Linked DNA regions of Gossypium hirsutum: region 1 is linked to region 2. The links are chromatin contacts, called in public Hi-C maps. All regions are on one chromosome and are shown on one strand. Each heading gives the region's core, a stretch centred on a gene start, on an enhancer-like site or on the middle of the called end of the contact. The rest is flanking DNA. Distances are from core to core; before and after follow the strand shown.

What was found. Hi-C and Micro-C count contacts between places; a contact is called where the count stands out from the background.
Region 1: a Hi-C map of hypocotyl shows a contact between it and region 2, with 2.4 times the contacts expected there. The contact joins the promoter of LOC107909570 here to the promoter of LOC107909575 in region 2. A contact is called at or near these places in 4 of 34 Hi-C or Micro-C datasets (hypocotyl and leaf).

Annotation. Positions count from the first base shown.
Region 1 is chrD02:63,507,726-63,514,393 of Gossypium_hirsutum_v2.1, forward strand. It overlaps LOC107909570 (50S ribosomal protein L15, chloroplastic), which reads right to left and starts at 5,104. Exons shown (of 4, transcript XM_016837152.2): 1 at 4,888-5,104; 2 at 4,441-4,801; 3 at 334-485; 4 at 1-39. The coding sequence starts at 4,959.
Region 2 is chrD02:63,325,715-63,332,457 of Gossypium_hirsutum_v2.1, forward strand. It overlaps LOC107909575, which reads right to left and starts at 4,292. Exons shown (of 4, transcript XM_016837158.2): 1 at 3,945-4,292; 2 at 3,247-3,479; 3 at 3,081-3,144; 4 at 1,970-2,636. The coding sequence starts at 3,425. The coding sequence ends at 2,340.

The sequences.
Region 1 (6,668 bases), core at 3,854-6,353, 180 kb after region 2:
CAAGTTCAGCTTTACCTTCAGCTCCCCGTCACCAAGAATCTAAATCAACACGATTTATAATCAATAACAATGAATATTTTGTTTTAAAAACATGATGTTCGATTATTGCAATTACAATTCTTTCAGTCTTTGCCTGAGAGAACCAATTAAGAAGGTAGAATTCCATTGTTATTTCCATTAATAATTAAGCAGGTCGGGATTAATGCTTCATGCATGATAGAAACACAATTTCCTACTCAAGTTGATCTCCAAAACAAGTAGCATTGGGGTCATTATACTTGAACAAAGTCTGAAAGGGGCTCTGTTATAATGTAAATCCAAGAGCATATTCACCTTCAAAGGGAGTTTCCTCTCTCTTCCTGAAGGGTTGATCAAACCCTTCTCCTTTAAAGTCTCCAACGACACCTCATCTCCCTCTTGAAATCCAGCTGTTTCGATGTCTTTTAAGTTAACCGGTATGTATTTTGGTAATCCCGCATGCATACCTTGCAATGTCAAATGAAAATAGCTTTAATTTAAACACTAAGAATATATATATTTAAGCATGCATGCATGTATGGTTGATATATATGTTATACTAAAAGGCAAAATAATTTTATTGATAGAAGAGATAAGCACAGAAGCTTTTCGTAATAGTGGTGAGCAAAAACCAATTATAATTTATTCAAACCAAACCACAATCTATTTATTTAATTATTTTTATTTCATTACATAAAAATAAATCCTCTATTTCTAAATTAGCAAAAATATAAAATACTAAAATATAATTCTTTTAGAACTTTAAAAACCAATCAACCAAATCACAAATTTGGCCTGCTTTTTATCTTGCTTTTAGAAAATTAGAATATTGCAAATTAACCACAACTTTTATACAAAGTTGAACCAAATCATTGCCACCCGTAAAATACACACCCATCAAACGAATCTAGCCACAACACCACCTAAAAACATTTACACCCCCAATGCAAAACCTTCTTTAATTCTTAGCAGAAACAACAAAAACTTCATTGCCACAATATATCAACCACCTTGAAAGCATGACCAAAGAGGTGCCCAAATCTTGTATATAATATCAAACATGGTTAAATGATTAGATAAAAACTTTTAACTGCCTAGGAACTGTGCCATGATATTATTAGACCGCTATGAAGATGAGAGCTGAAGGGAATGGGCCAGCTTGTAGGCTGTTTAATGAAGCAAAGAAGGACTACACTGGTGAGCTTTAGCTAAGAATTCAGTTATGAACGTGGACCAATGAATTGGTTTACAGCTGTAACTCTGTTATTACTTTTTAGAAATTGCCCACAGTATATGTCCAGTGAACTATGAATTTTCATATGTTTTTGGAATGAAATAACCTTTCTTACCTCATTTCTCTACTCTATCTGATCTACATTCACTCTGGGAAAGCGTAAAACTGAGCAACAAATGGTGGAAGGCATGAAACTTAAGACACTGCAGGAGCAGATTCAAAGTTTGCAGAGGCAGATGGAAGCAATGAGAGCTGCAGAGAACACTGTGCCTAAATGGTGGGAGGAGCAGCGCATTGGTATTGAAGCCAAGTTTCAGGAGAACCAGACTTATATGACCAAGATGTCGAATCTGATGATGCAAAAGGGAGATACCTCAGCTGAACTGAATGGTCAAGCAGCTACTTCAACTGTCATCAACAGACGTGATGGTAAGGCTCCTATTGAAGTTACTGTTGTTGATGAACAAGGAAGATATAGCCTCAAACCAAATGAACCAGAAGCGCTTTTTAAGAACCCTACTAGTAGCAATCAAACCCAACTCCTGTTTGATACCCCCCAAACTAAGTTGAGAGAGCAACATTCTACTGAACCTACTGAAAATCTGGGGTTAGGTGGCTTCTCTCCTAGGCCAGAAATAGAGTTACCTCAATTTGATGGTCATAATCCTAGAGGATGGGTAAAAAAATGTCAAATATATTTCACAATATTTGCTATTGCTGTGCTTCAAAAATTACAACTAGCCTCAATGTACCTTGTGGGCAAAGCTGAGATTTGGTTTGATGGGTATATAATGGAAAAAAAATGTAGTGACTAGGTCAGAGTTTGTGATTGATTTACGTCAAAGGTTTTGTGACAAAATCTGGTCTGACATCATTGAGGAGTTCAACAAATTATCCCAAAAATCCACAGTTGAGGAGTACCAAGAGAAATTTGAGGAACTTTGGCCTCATATGCTGCAACATAACCCCCCTTTATCAGAAAGCTACTTCATTTCCAGCTTTATCAGTGGGTTAAGAGAGGATCTAAAGCCTAGAACTAAGGCAAATGAACCTACCACCTTGAATGCAGCTTTCAGACCTTTTCCTTGCCAAACCAGAAAAATACCACCTCCGTATCATCCCAAACCCCACAAAATATCCCTATACAGAATCAAAACCTAAACAAACAAAATCTTATAGACCAAAGGAGCGCCTTGAACCTTTGCTTTGAATGTGGAGAGAAATTTCACCCTGGGCAGTGTTGCAAAACCAAACAGTCTAATTCATTGACTGTTAATGAGACTTTAACAGAAGAAATGGAAGCTAAGAATGACTCATTGGAGGAACAAGAAGTGAAGAGATTAAGGAACAAAAATACAATGAGAAGGAGCAGGAGATCTCTATGAATGCTTTGACTGGCAACACAGGGCATAACCTACTTAGAGTTCAAGGCAGCATCAAAGGTAAACCAGTGAGTATTTTGGTGGTCTGTGGGAGCACTCATAGCTTTGTGACTCCCAAATGGGCTAAGGAAGGTGTAGAGGTTCAATAAAGCAAGCCTTTATCACTTACAGTTGCTAATGGAAAGATATTATACAGTCTAGCTAAATGTAAGCAACTACAATGGAGTATGCAAGGACACCACTTTCAATATGATATGAGAGTCTTACCTCTGGGAGGGAGTGACATGGTGCTTCGAGTAGATTGGATGAGGACATACAGACCACTCATGTTTGATTTCAAAACCATGACTCTCTCTTTTCAAAAAGATGGTCAGCAAATCACTCTTAAGGGGACAACAAGAGGGCCAACTGAAAATTATTCTGGATAGCAAGCTACAAAAGTTGGTGGAAAAAGACCCCAAGGTACTTGGACAACCTTACTTGCTTAGTAGTGACTATCTAGAAATAAGCACTTCACCTCAGCTACGGCCACTATTGGATTCTTTTGCTGATGTCTTTGAAGAGCCAAAAGGCTTATCCCCTCCAAGGGCACAAGACCACAGTATTCCACTCAAACTGATCAATCTGCCAATCATCACATGATCTCACCACCAATGGTAACTCTTAAACTACTTCCCACATATGAAATAGAAGCATATTGTTTGCTTGGAATTCGTCATTGTTTCAAAGTGACAGACTTTTTCTCTCTCAACTCTTTTATTTTTGTTGCTTACTAACTTGATTTTCAAAACCAAGTATTTTGCAAATACTCTTGCTTTTCTAAAAAACATACTAATTTGTTTTAGAACAAAGTCCATCCTCCTCTTGTTTGATCAATATACTTGAGCTAACTCATTTAAACAAATAGATGAGTTTTCATCTAAACCTTTTATATCTGGGAAAATGAAGGGGTACACTGTGAGTCACTATTTACTTCAAAATGAATCTTGTCACTATAAGCGGTTCTATGCAAACTTGGGTAGGAATAACCCTAAAGCAATATTTCACAGTGAAACTGTTAACCATAATAAAAGGCTTCATTTTTATCTTAAATAATTAGTTCCATTTAGCATATTAAGTTCTCTTATGTTCTTCAAATTCTCAAGTGAGGCAATAATGGCAATCATTACCTTGCTATTTACTAGATTCATTCAATTTGATCTCAAAATATTTTACAAGATGGTTAGGCTTTTGTAACACAAATGCAAATGTGAACAAAGCTTTTGGGGCCTTAAGACTAACCATATGACAAACAAGAGCTCCATAGTAACGGATACTACAACTAAGCTTCAAAATAAATTCACAAAAGAAGAAAAAAGAAAATCCTAACAATATGAGCAAGGAAAATCCTTCAACCTCCTCTAAAGCATTATCAGCATCAGAATCTCTACCTTGTAAAATCATCCTCTGATTTTCTCCTTCAACACAATGGATAATTTTGGTAGCTTGGGAGGGGCACTACTATGGGTAAGCGAAGTTTTAATAAAATACTAGAGGTGTTGATAAATTTCAGTAAAACTGGTTTAGTATTTCAGCTATTCAGTTACATTGGGAATATCTTCTATAAACACTTGACATGCGCACATTTATATATTTATATTTTCTCCCTAAGACAAGCCTTTTATACTCCCTACCATAAATGGGATGAAGAAAATGATTTTACTTATAAACACCCCAGCACCAGCTCCATTATCCCAGGAATTCTAACCCAGAAACCATAATTCCATAATAAAGCATTTGAAGTAAAAATAAATAAATAAAGATTACCTCCGGCAATTCCTCTCAATTTGGGGATACGCCTATAGAGTGGCATTTGGCCACCCTCAAATCCCTTTCTAACACCTGGGCCAGAACGTGATTTCTGACCCCTCATTCCAAACCCACAGCTCCCACCTTGTCCAGCCGATATTCCTCTCCCCTTTCTCTTCCCTTTCTTTCTTGACCCAGGCTGAGGTCCCAGGTTGTCCAACCGAAACCTCACATTAGAAGCTGTAACCGACACTTGGGTTGTTGCTGCTTGGTTCACAACCACTAAAGACCGTGTCCCCTTTTGTGCCTCTACCCCTTGCTGCTTGGTCCTGATACGAATAATGTGAAAAGGGTTTGGTTGTAAATTCCTCAGATTTCCCTGCAACAAATAGGGGCGGAGGGGGAATTCAAGTAAGCAATCCGATGTGGAACATAAAATAAAAGAGAGAGGGAAAGAAGAAGAACCTTGAAAGTGGAACGAAGAGAGGGTAAAGTTGTGATGGGAGGATTTGGAGAGAGTGAGAGCATGGCTGCCATTGCAGTGAAGATGTTGAAGATGAAATGTAGAAATCTATGTCATGTATGATTTTAATGCTCAAATGCTTCACACTGTGATGTTTGGGGAAACGGATAAGATGTGTGTAATCTTTACTGGAGGAGAGGGAATTTTTTTTAGTTTTTAAGGACAGTTTTGTAAATCTATGTTTTAATCCAAACACAGCCGCCCCTACTGCCTTCATGGGCTGGGTGTGATTTGGATGGACTTGGGCTAAATTTTTCAGCCTGATCCAACTCATTTTATTATTTAAAAATAATTATTCTCAAGTCATATTCGAGGTCAACCTAACTTTGGAGCCTAATATTCACATAAGGGTTAGTGTGAGTGTGTTGGCTACTATCCTTAAGCAATGGAAAATTATATATATTTGTTATAGTGGGAATATGAATGGGAATAGTTATATGTGTTTGTCTATTTAGTTTATTTATTTTATTATGTTTTTTAAGATTGGTGTTAAAATCTTTCAACATCATAATTTAAGTATGCTCAATTGCATTTCCATCTAATTCACCCATCTTCTTAATCAATTTTTAAAAAATTTAATCAAGGCTTGAAGCTTAAGCAGCCGTAGTTGAAGGATTTCATCCAATTCGCTCTTCAAATCCATCCAATTTGCTTTACAATTCCAAATCCATTGTGTCTTGTTTCTTCTCCAATTTTGTTTCATGTTCTGGAAATTGGCACTCCAAGGTAGCATCAAAATTGACCCCTTCAAGGATTCCAATTTCTTTTTTTTTTCCAATCCGACTTCTAATTCTGAAATCCAGGAGAAACCACAAGCTTTAATCAAGGGTAGCCTTTTTGGTTTTAATGATTTGGTTCATTCCTTGGAGTCTGATTTTGGATTCCGAGTTCTGCATACGCATTGATAACTTTCACAATTTTTAAATGAGTCTAATCTTTTTTTTTTAAAATTTCAAAAGGTTTTAGCAAGTTTATATCATTTTAGTTTTTTTTACAATATCGGGTTATTTATATTATTATTTTGAAATTAAAAGTATAAAATTTTAAAATATATAAATTAATAAAAATATAAATCTTTATATTTCTTTATGATTTTATAATTTTTTAGTTATTTTCCTTTTTTATATTTTTTATTTTTATAAATTTATAAATTGTATTATAAAATTTTAAAAATATTATAGGCTTTCTATATATTTTTAATAGTATATTTTTTTTATATTTTCATTGATTTAAAAAATTATATATTTTCTAAAACAACAATAATCTAAAAACTGAAATTTTATAAAATAAAATAAAATTACTTAAAACACATCTGGATGTGAAAAAAAATTATATTTTTTATTAATTTATATATTTTAAATTTTTTAAAAAAAATTAATTATGTTTGCCACGTAACATATTAAGAAGTTGTCATATATCATCTTCGGATTAACTATTAGTATCAAGTTAGTACAAACTAACAGTTTTAGGGTGAAAGTACAAACCTAATTGACGGAATATAAATCCAAACATCAACTAAGTTTTCAAAAAAAATAAAACAGCTACCAACTAACTACAAATGGTAAAATTTAAAACACAAAATATATATTAACCTTAACCTTAAACTTAATAGTAATTCAAAATCTTTATTCTTTAATTTTAAATTTCTTCGGTGATCAGATATTTTAATATCCTTCAAATATGATACGTTATTCTTTATTTTTATTTTTTTTAAACGCCATCA
Region 2 (6,743 bases), core at 3,042-5,541:
ATAGGTCGAATCCCTTATGCCGTTAAGTTCAGTGCGTCATCTTCACTGGCTTAAATCTGATCATTGACCATTGATGATCTCCTTAGATGCAATCAAGAAGAAAAGAGGTGACAATCCGTTTCACTTTCTTGCTAGTTGGATGTTGTTAGAACCGTAAAACTTTGATATAAAACTTAACAAACTAAGATCTGTCATGTTAGGTCATAAAAAATAAATCAAGAACAAAACTGAATGCAAAAGTATACCTGAATCCATTGTTTTTCTCTTTATATAATTCTCTCTTATGGGGATAGAAAAGAAATATAAGATATATATCTATTTCTTGGGAATCACTACCTCATTTTAAAATAACTTATTATTAAATCAGTTTTGAGTATTTATAATTTGACCCATCATCAAATTATACAACTTATGGTATCTACATATTATTTCCATGAAACTTTAATACTTATGACACTTATAACGTAATTGGTCACTTAATTTTGTATCACACTTTATAATAACATTATACATTATACATATGTGACCATAATTGAGGATTTTAATCCAACAAATGTCTCATATGGGATGTCGGGGATTTATTCTTACTTAGTAGTTGAAGGAAGGTGATCTTATTAGCAAATTAGTGAGTTCAGTGACTCACTAAAGCAATGGAATAGGGATGTTTTCCGAAATATCTTTCGTCGAAAAAAAGGAAACAATGGTAAAATTAAAACGTCTTCAATGGAAACTTGATCGATGGGATTCTCAGTACTTACGCCAACAGGAATTGTTTCTTCAGAAGTAGTTGGAAGTGATTCTTGATCAATAAAAGGTCTTTTGGAAGCAAAAGTCGCAAAGGGAATGGCTTATAAATGGAGACCATAATACGAGGTACTTTATAGTCGTACGATGGCCAGAAAACGTATAAACCAAATTGAAGGACTTTGTTTGGAGGATGGTAACTGATGTTATGAAGATGAATCTCTAAAGAGAATTGTTGTTGACTTATTTTCACAACTATATGTGGTGGAGAATCCTTCCCTAGAGACTTTCCCGTTGTGTGGTCTCTTTCGATGGGTTGATGAAGAGGACAATTTGGGTCTCGTGACTACTGTCAACTTGGAGGAAGTTCAAAGTGCCCTTTTCAACATGGCGCCTCTCAAGGCTTCGGGTATTGATGGATTTCATGCGATATTCTATCAAATTAATTGTATTCAAAGTCGAATAATTATGCATTCAAGTTGTTGCAGTTTAAAGATGAATTGATTTAATTTTAATAATTTATTGTTAAACTTTTGAATTATTAAATTATAAATCATTTAAAATTTGTCTAAGATGAAATCGAATTATTTACGAGAGTTATATCAAATTTGATCTAAGATAAATCAAACAAAATTGTTTAGTTCAGATGAAATTTATCTTGCATACGGAATATATATATATATATATATATATATATATATTGATGTTCAGGTGCATGTGCAGCGTGTAGGAGAGGAAAAAAAAGCGAAAGCCCCAGCCATTCCCAGTACTTACTTGCTATGATGTTTGCTTGCCAAAAGCAGAAGGAAGATCAGATTAAAGGACGGAGGAAATATCTTCTGATTTCGAATCAACCATCTTTCACATTTTTCTCCCCGACACTTGTTGAGTAGAAAATAAAATACAAAGTTTATTATAACAAAAACTTATATATATATATAATAGTTTAAACAAATAAAATGCAATCATCGTTAATCACGTCGAGATAGGATAAAACTGTAAGTTGCAAGCTTGGTGCCACTTTTTAGAAAGAACTGACAAGAAGCAATTGGGTAGCAGCACTCTCAAGCACCCACCTTGCACCCATATTCGCGTCACCCCTAAGCAGACATCACCACATGTATGATGCATGTTGTTTTTATGGATCCCAATTAAACCGAAAGGAAGATAATGAAACTCAAAACAAACAAAACAGAACCCAAAATGATTTATACACATTTTGATGTCTACTGAAATTTAGCTCAATTACCAACTTGAATTTGTACACATTTCTCTCCATAAGCCGCTCATCAAAACTTCAACGACCCATAAAAACCAAAACTAGTAGGAAAAGATGATTTCCCACAAAGATTAATTCCCATCATCTGCAGCTCGTAGCGTCTTACGCTACACCTAAGCCTTATTTTTGTTGACCAAGAAAACTCCTGTACTTACAAGACACCATCATTTACATAGAGATCAGGAACCCTACCAAACATATTTACACAATGACAAAGGGCTCCTGTCATTTTTTGCTACTCTATTTTAAACGTGATATATATTTAAGCACCTTTTTTAGGCTTATCTATTTACTGTTTTCAGGATTGCAATGGGGTCTACGCCAGTGCAGAGATGCTACAATTCTGACGATCCCTGTCGAGGCAATCAAACCCCTCCACTCTCACCGCTGGTTTGCTACCAAAATTCGCCCTAACATAGCTTCCTTTCCTCGATGACGACGAGGGAGAAGATGAGTACAAGCCCGATGAAGGTGGCACCGATGACATAATCTTCTGCTCCCCAAATCGAGCATCCTGTATTAACGGGTTAGATACTCTGCTCGGCGGCGACCCACAAAAAAATGGGGGCGACAACGCTACTTGTGTACAACCTTGTTCCACTCCACATCCACCCTGTTCAGTTTCAAAACCAATAATCATATCATATACCTTTTTAACTTAAAAAATGGGACACATGCTCTAACTTCTAAATTTTAAGTTTTTAATCTCACAAAATTTAAAAATTCCACCATGAATAAAATAATAATCCTTTTTTTTTTAAATATGAAACAACATACTAAAACAAGTAACTTAATGAACCCAAATTCTATTTTTCTATATACTCAATTCCACAATAGTTTTTCTCGTACACGAAACAAGGGTTAAATTTTTAAAAGAACCCCAATGGGTGTTGCACCGAAATGCCGCATTGTTTATGGGACCAAAAATAGGTTTTCTTATTTTATAATTTATAGAATAATTTATTGTGCCTTAAAACAAAACCATTTAGAAATAGCAACTTGTAAATATGTTTTAATTCTTTTTAAAAAATAAATAAATTATGAGAACAAAGTATACCTTTGTAAGAATAAAATCCAAAGCATCACTCTCCTCTTTTGAATCACAAAGCTCCACTTGATGGCTGAAAAACGTAGAACAAACTGCTATTTCTTAGATCTATTTATTAAAAAACAAATAGAAGGGAGAGAGATAATCGAAGGGCATAAAAAGAATAGAAAATTACCTGAGTTGCCATCTCAGGGACCTAACAGGGTGGTCGTTGAAGGGGGTGTTTAAAAGACCCAAACGACGTGGTTTCGGGCAGACCATGGTCTCTTTCCGATCCGTAACCGAAACCGAAATGGAGCTCCGCATCTCGTCAGAGCAGCTTCCAATTTCGCTTTGTTGGATCCCACACTGCATCTTTTTTCCTCTGGCGCTTTTCTTTTTCTTTCCTAATATTAACAATTAATTCCCCTATTTAACATAAACAGATGCTTAATTAAACAGTCTTGAAATATAAAGCAAAAATTACTGTATTGAAATTCCACAACTATTTTAGAAAAGTTCTAAAGCAACAGATCTACTCAAAACAAAAATTAAATAGATCTGGTTTAAATAAAAGGTGATTTTTTTTATAAAAAAAGTGCGTATTTGATTTCCTTACAGATCTACCAAGCTTAGACCAGTAATGTAAAAAAGAAAAAAAATTAAGCTCTAATTTTCTAAAATTAGATTTAGCTAAGGATATGGTTCAGATCGAGGAAGAAATAAAGGAAATCTAAACAAAGGCGCTGTTTGAAGAGCTGAAAAATGGTGAAATTTAAAAAAAAAAAAAGAGCCGTCGCTTCTAAAGAAAACAAAATCTGAGGCGAAGAGAAGAGCTGATAGAAAGAAAGCAAGCATGAAAGATAGAAAGAAAGAAAGAGAGGAGAGTAATACCTTAACTTTAAACTGTACAGGTAATTTGAGAAACACTTGGGAGTAGGAGGTAAATATAAACCGAGCACCATAGAAAAAAAATTATGAAAATGAAAAAAAAGAAAAGAAAAAAGAAATGGAGTCGAGAAAATAGGCGAGAGAAGAAAGGAGGATGGTAAAGGAGAGGTCCAGTGTGATTTATTGGAGAGAGAGAGAAGGGGGAAGGTATGGGGAAGAGACAAGAGAATCACAAAAAAATTGAAGAAATATAATAAAAAGGAAAGTCGTATTGCAATTGGGCAACATCACAGTTTTTTTCTTTTTTCTTTTTTCGTTGGCAACATCACAGCTATGAATAGAAAGAGAGAGAATATAAACATATATTTATTAGATTATATGGGTTATAACTTGGTAATACAATTATGGAGGAGTTTTTACTAAATTAGCTGAATAAGCTCTTCTTTTTTTTTTTTAATTTGAATTTTAAATCGTTTTAAAATTTAATTAGGAAAATAAATCATTTTTAGGAAATAGAAAGTGAAAGCGAGTCCCCCTAAGATTGTAAGAAAGCTTGTCAACTTGAGGCATTTTTTTTTAACGGTAAAATGTAATGACTTTTTTACTGTTGCTTTGCTAAACGGTAAAAGAATTTAAAATCTCAATGGTAATTTTTTTAACCTATAAATACCCCCAAATTTTATTTTTTTCATTCACATCCTTCTCTCAAACTCTCTCAACTCTATTAAGCTTTTTATTCAATATTTATTTATATTTTTATTTAAAAATATTATTTTTAAAATTATACCATATTTTATTTGTCGAAACCCCTTTTTTGGATGTCGACTTTTTATTTTAAAACGAAAATGGATTCGCCACCAATCCTTTTTATTTAGGTGTGATTGGATCACCTCAAAACTTGGTTATAAAATGTTAGATTTATTAAAAAGATAATTTTTTGTCTAAAAATTTCAAGAAATGGGTTCAGAAGTCGGTTACGTATGAGGAAGGGTTAGCACACTTATAACGCCCAAAATTCGTACCTAGTTGATTACTTAATGTCTTGATGTCGAAAATTAAAAATTCAAAAAGAATTTATAATACGATCACTCTTTGCATGATGTTACTTGATTAAAATATCGCTAATTAAATTAAACTTTGTGGAAAAAAAAGCTTTATTTTGAGTTAATCGAAAAGAAAAGATCACGCCCCGTAAGTTAGGACACAATATCTCGAATCCTCGACAACAAGAATAATCGTCATTTGATTATTACTTGAATCCTATGTTTGTCCATTTTAGATAAGATATTCAATTACTTAGGTTTAAGGAGAAAATCATACTTTGTAAGTTGGGAGCACAACCTCTCGAATTTCTCAAATAAAGAATATTGTCTCGGTTTTAAATTATTTCTTATGCGTTTGTGCAAAAAAAAAAGATGAACATATGTAGCAATATTGACAAGACACGATGATGACAAAATTATGACATTGACAAAATAAACAACATAAATAATAAAATGAAATGACAATAATATAATAAGTAAAAAAATAATGAAATAAATAAGAAAATATTCGATTAATAATATTTATAATAATAATACTACTAGTGAAATAATATAAAAATGTATGATAATAATATAGTTACATTCATATAATATTGATTCTTTGAGCGAATTTTAACAAAATTAATATTAATTAACAACCATGATTACTTAATAATATTAATAATATCAATAATTAAAAATAAAATACCAAAATAAAATAACCAAGAAATCCAACGGCAAAAAATAAAAAAAGTAAATACATGGACTTAATTAAATGAATAGGGGACTAAATTGAAATTGTGACAGAACCTTAAGTAAAAATTAAAGGGTTAAAATAAAGAAACAATAAAAGGCAAGGATCAAAAGGGTAAATAACCCAAACCCAGTACATGTCATTCCTCAAAGGGTTGATAATCTAGGGACTGGATTGAATATTTAATAAAATTTAAAGTGTAAAATTAAAAAAAATAAAGGGCCAAAATAAAATAAAATAAATAGGGGCCCAAAGGGTTATTTTCCCAACCCCATGTCATTCCCTTAAGCCGACAGTGGGTCAAAGGACCCATTGCAAAGAAATTAAAATTGTAGGGTAAAAAATAAAATAAAAAAGGCACAGGACGAAATTGGAAAAAAGGTGAAAGGAACAAAACTACAAATAGACCCTCCCATTGAAAACACGTAGATTCTAGATGGATTCGGATCGGGTCACTAGGTCACGATTCAAAACGACACCGTTTTGGGAATTTTAAGCTACACTCCAAAATGACGTCGTATGGTCCTCTTATATAAGTTTTTAAAAAAAAACTATAAACAATTCACTTTCCCTCTATGTTTTAAAAAAAATTCTTATTTTTTCTTTTTTCTCTCAAAAAAGCCTTCCCCGTTCTGATCCCAAGGGCCGCCGCGACCACTGGTCATCGGCGATGACGAATGTCGCTTTCGGTGGCCGAAAAAAATACCCAAAACGCTCCCTTTTGACTCCTTTTCTCACATGGGATGTTGATCTGGGTTTTTTAACCCGAAAAACTCAGTTCAACCTTGACAAAAGGGGTAGAAACGTTTCAGTTTCCTTTTTTCCGGTGAGGTAAGTTTTCTTTAAATCTTGTTTCTATTTTTTTTATGTTCTTTACGAAAAGAAAACAAAAAGAGATAAAAATCAAAATAAAAGATAAAAAAAACCACCTTTGTAACTTGTTCTTTTTTATTTCTCTGTTGAATTTCCTTTTTTCTTTGTTACATGTGATGGCTGTGGATTTTATAGCCAAACTATAATATTTAT